Linked DNA regions of Arachis hypogaea: region 1 is linked to region 2. A link is a contact called in public Hi-C data. All regions are on one chromosome and are shown on one strand. Each heading gives the region's core, a stretch centred on a gene start, on an enhancer-like site or on the middle of the called end of the contact. The rest is flanking DNA. Distances are from core to core; before and after follow the strand shown. Region 1 holds the start of LOC112782789 (kinesin-like protein KIN-12D). Region 2 overlaps LOC112782244 (methyl jasmonate esterase 1).

What was found. Hi-C and Micro-C count contacts between places; a contact is called where the count stands out from the background.
Region 1: a Hi-C map of leaf shows a contact between it and region 2, with 7 times the contacts expected there. The contact joins the promoter of LOC112782789 here to the enhancer-like site in region 2. A contact is called at or near these places in 2 of 8 Hi-C or Micro-C datasets (both in leaf).

What each region holds. Positions count from the first base shown.
Region 1 is chr20:45,548,800-45,551,499 of arahy.Tifrunner.gnm2.J5K5, forward strand. LOC112782789 (kinesin-like protein KIN-12D) reads left to right here and starts at 1,383. Exons shown (of 38, transcript XM_025825382.3): 1 at 1,383-1,615; 2 at 1,703-2,333; 3 at 2,443-2,598. The coding sequence starts at 1,704.
Region 2 is chr20:45,095,138-45,097,837 of arahy.Tifrunner.gnm2.J5K5, forward strand. LOC112782244 (methyl jasmonate esterase 1) reads left to right here. Exons shown (of 3, transcript XM_025824591.3): 3 at 1,062-1,467. The coding sequence ends at 1,346. Among protein-coding and RNA genes, the nearest start is that of LOC112782244, 13 kb to the left of the region's middle. Within about 2 kb of position 1,329, at least 2 of the 3 cell types and tissues checked have open chromatin away from gene starts, as enhancers often do.

The sequences.
Region 1 (2,700 bases), core at 133-2,632, 450 kb after region 2:
AAGGAAAAACATAATTCCCGTTTTTTGTAAAGCAGAAAATTTCAAATGACAGTTTCTGATTTATTCACCGTTGGATCGAGTTGAAATTTGAACTGCGCATTCCTCTCATCTTGTTCTTCATTCTGGTCGGTGGAGAGGTTGATTGAAGGTTTGCAGTAGGAGAAATTGGCTTCGCAAGAGAGGAATTAGGTTTCCTATTTTTACACAGAGCAGCAATCTTTGAACGGCAATTTCTCATTCTTTCACCGTTGGATCGACGTGAAATTTAAACTGTAGATTCTTCATATCTTGTTCTTCATTCTGAAGGGTGGAGATTTTAATTGGAGGTCTGCAGAGGGAGAAATTGGCTTCGACAGAAGCTCTGTTTTTGGGTATATTTCATCTTCTTGCTTCTCATTTGTAAGCTTTGGTGATTTGATGTTTTAGCTGGTTACATGCACGTTTTTGTGCTTTGTTTGAGACTCTCTTATACCTCATTTGATTATAGTGGAGCTATTTCATTGGTCTGGACGACCCCGTGATTTTTACCTCTCACATTGAGGGGATTTTCCACGTTAAAATCCAAGTGTGTTCTTGTTATTGTTTTACTTGCTATATCTGCTTGTTATTGTTGCTGCTATATTATGTTGTGAGTGCTTCCATATTACTCTTGTGTTGAATATTTGTATTGTTTTCGCTGCTAGACTCTTTCACTAAAAATAAAATTATAAAAAAGAATTTATAATTTTTTTAATATATATTGATAAACTTTTTTAAAGAAATAACTCAATAATTATATGATAAAAAAAATAATATTCATATTAAAATATAATAAAAATATAATAAAGTTCGGCTTATCTATATTAAAATTTTATAATTCGTCTTTGCTCTCAATCCAACAAACCAAAGATCTAAGTACTATTAAAAATTTGTTGTTAATCAATAAATTATTATATAAGGCGAAATTTAAATCTTTAATACTTATTTAAACGAAATAGTGAATTAATCATTAAACCAAGCTAAGTTGATTTTACAAAACATTTTTTTGTTGGGGTCAGGTTTCATAACTTCATAGGAGAACAGTTCGTTTAAGCTCTGTGGCCCATTAATGCAAAAACGTGAATCATAGTTAATATAGCAATGGACCCAACTTAACCCAACTTAACTTAGCCGTTGAAAATTTGAATCCTTGCTTTAATTACAACCAACACGGTGTCAAGAACCCACATCCCAATGACAAAAATACCCTCGCAATTCGAACCATGAAACCGCGATTATGTACACAAATTTGAATCCTAGATCGAATCTCAGCCGTTTAATGTAAGTCCCTTTTCATTACTACTATTCCACTTCAAAATTTTCAAATCAAACGGAAAACAAAGCAAAGCCCTCCCCAAACCCTCACATCTAGCGTGAGAGAGAGAGAGAGAGAGAGAGAGAGTGTCTGTGTGCGTGTGCATGAATGAGTTCGAGTTCGAGTTCGAGTTAGAACACGATCTATGTTGAGCGATCCAGTTCTATCTCAAATCCCTAGCAAAAACTCCAATAATCCATCTTGAACAGGCAGGAAACAATTAAGGTTCAGAATTTCTCAAATTCGCAGATACGGGATTCTGTTCTTCAACTCCTCATTCAGGTATGAAATGAACACTGCAGTTTTTATTATTGTTTCTTTTTGTGTGCTTACTGCGTCATTTCTGATCTTTTTGTTTTTCTGTGGTAGAATGCTGAGAGATTCCAAGTTGACGCGCCGAAATCCAGTGAAAAACGAAGAGATCGAGAATGTGGATCCTTCGGATTCCGCATCTGCTGCTTCGAGCTGCGGCGAAGGTTCTAGACCTCCACTAAACACAATTCAGGAAGGGAGTTCTCTTAGCAAGATCGAGAGGACTCCTTCTAAGCTCCACAAAGCAAGAGGATCTGATCCACCTGTGCCGTTTCGCACGCCGGATAAGCACGCAGCAGGAGGATCAGTCCTGTCCAAGAACCGGTTCGGATGGAATCAGAAGAACGATGCAGTTTCCATGTGCGATGAGAGGAGGGGATCTGGTGCTGTGAGTAATGTCACTCCTAGGGTGACACGCACTGGAGGAAGAGCTGCTGCTGCTACCACGGCTTGTTCGGAGAGCAATTCGGTGCAGAGCACTCCGACAAAGAGTGTGACAAAGCCTCCTCCGAGCTCAAGTGTTCGGAGTAAGGCTGATGGAAGTTTCAGTGCTCGCTTGGGAAGCTATATTTCCTTGTATAAAGGGGTTCCTAGCTCGGCTGTTACCCCAACGGTTATTAACACTATCGAAGTGCCTCACTTTGATCTCAAGGAAGATCCTTCCTTCTGGATTAATCACAATGTACAGGTAAGATTAAGATATGTATCCCAATTGAGCTAATTAGCTTCTCTTTTTATTTATTTTTGGGTTTTTTTTTGGAAGGGGGTTTTGAATTCTAATGCGAAAACTTGGTTAGGTTATTATTCGTGTTCGCCCCCTCAATAGCATGGAGAGGAGTATGCATGGTTATAACAGATGTTTGAAGCAAGAAAGTGCGCAGTGCATTACTTGGGTTGGGCAACCGGAATCTCGATTCACATTTGACCATGTTGCATGTGAAACAGTAGACCAGGTGTGTTAGCATTGAAAAGAGAGGTTGATGCACGGATTCACTGGATGAAGTTGTTAATTTCTTCTGTCTCTCTCTTTTTATTATTTATTTAGTTATTTATTT
Region 2 (2,700 bases), core at 79-2,578:
ATTGTACAGTGCTGTGCTTGGCAGCTACGCTTGTGGCCTTGACGCTGCCATCTGCACTGGCGTTAACGTTGGAGCTTTCCTTCACTTGATCTCCTCTCTGCCTCTAATGACAAGGTCAATTTCCCACTTGATCACTTTTATGGTGTAAAGAATCTAGATTCACCGAATGAGCTTCCTGTCGCCAACTTCCATAGCTGCAAGCTTGCAACACAGATTCCATATCTTGGATTCATCATTCTTCTCTATTATTGATTTTATTATTCATGATCATGGCATCTAATTTTGACTGATAGGAAAAAGATCCTTTCTTTATCATTGCCGAACAAGTTTAGAAATCTGCAGGCAAGTATATTTTCCTATTTCTTTGTTTATCCGCTCCTTTCTTTTTTATAAAAAAAATAACAAAATAACTAAATAAGAATTCATAGCTTCTCTCTCAAGAGGAAATATATATTGAAATAATTCTTATAACAATTATCTCAAAAATAAAATTGTAATATATATTGAAATAAAATATTTTTAATTATTATATGATTCTATTTTTTTAAAAAGTATTGTTTGTGTACATTTTTTTAATTATGTTCTTTTTATGAATATATAAAATTAATTATTTTAATATCTTTATTAGATATATTTTAATAGAAATTAAAAATAATGACCATAAATGCAACGGCTTTAAATATAGAAAAAGTCTAGGGGCCAATACTTTTATTAAATTCTGACGGACACTTTTATCAAGTAATCTCACACCATTAAAAACATTATTAATTACTAATTAATGGCTATAAATTATATAATCTGGTTCCGTGACATTCCTCTTAAATATGTTGTCATGAATTTATTAAATGCATTTATAGTATTATTTATTAGGTATGTTTAATCTTAACTATTAAAACTAATTCAATAACTATAAATACATTTTTATATTCTCGTATAAAAATGTCATTTTCATGTGATATATTTCCTGTGTGTGTGTGTTTTTTTAATATGTTTACTCAATTGAAACTCAAAATGGACACCTAAATGAATTGATGATCAATTACGTCAAATTTTATTTACAGGACTGGATTCTAGCAACAACGTTGATGAGACCATTAAAATTATTCAGTCTTGATGATATAGTACGGGTGGTAACCCCATCAACCACAAGATATGGTTCTGTAAATCGTGTCTTCATTGTGTCTAAAAATGATCTTTTTGCCACTCTAGATTTTCAACAATTTATGATTGAAAACAATCCCCCAAATCGCACGGTTGAGATTGCTGGATCTGATCACATGGTCATGATGTCCAAGCCCATAAACCTTGCCCTTCAACTGCAATCCATTGCTGATTATTATGATTAACATATATAATTATGTTTTACACAAATAATACAATACAATACAATACAATACAATACTCCTTGCTATACATTATGAGTCATATGACAAATAAATAAAAATCCCATGCCCTGTTATTATGGTATTTGGCAATATCTTACAGATTACCTTCCTTTAGTACAATTTTATAAAAGAAAAGCAAAAAAAAAAAATTTACTTAATTGAGTTCAAAAAGCTGTTAACCAAGTATGACAGTAATGATGTATTCGTTTTTTTTTTTTTTGGAGGTGACAATAATGATGTATTTGTTTGAGTTTTGTATTTACATTTTTCATTCAGAAAGCTATCAAAATATGATTCAGCATTATGGGCCCAAGCCCTATTGTTAAATTTTCAAATCCATGATAAATAACCCAAGCATCTCTGATTAAAAACAAAAAAAGAAAAATCAAAGAAAATCCAAACATCATTATGAATTTATGACAAACAAAAACATCCTAGGTATAACTAGACAAAAACTGCTTATTCGCAACATTATATTTTAGCAGCAGTTTTGAATTTTCGATACTTCACTCCTCTGAAAATTTGCTAATTAATATTTTTTTAATAAATAAAAGTGTATATAGATAAGTACCCCATCAACTCATTATATTTAAATTTTGTTTTCAAATACAAGGAATGCCTATTGGCCCCCCAAAGGAATAAAATTAAACTAAATTGATGAATGTTTATATAGATATATTTATAAATTTCATATCAAATGAGTCATGTTTTTCAATACATCATATGATTTCTTTAAAGAGCAAAGACTGCCACATGTAACAACTTAATTAGGTGTTTAGGCAAATAGCAACAAGAAGCACTTTTCTTCTAGATTTAAAAATAGGGAAAATTATCGAAATGATTGAAAAGTTTGCATTATCCTTGCTGAATAGCATGATGTTAATTAAAAGTAAATAACTACTACGGAAACCAATTATATTTTCAGGCCTGTTCTACTTATAAATCTTTTTCAACCTCAACTAAATTGATCTAATAATTTATGAGACATGTTATAAATACAAGCTTTTTTTAACATATAAGTTTATATAAGTTAATCTTAACTCAACAAAATTTACTATTATAACGCGCGCGTAAAATTATGATGTTTCTCCTCCAACGTTTGTATTTCGCATTCCTTCTCCTTCTCCTCTTTTTTCTCTTTTTTCTTTGCGTTTTTTCTCCTTTTTCTTCGTATTCCTTCTTCTTCTTTGCGTATTTCATCTTTTTTGTCGTTCTTTTTATTGCTACTGTTGTTGCTGCACTTTTTTCTTCCTCCTCTTTTTATTGATTTTACAATATTATGTATTTTTGTTAGAAGGTAAAATAAGAAGAAAAA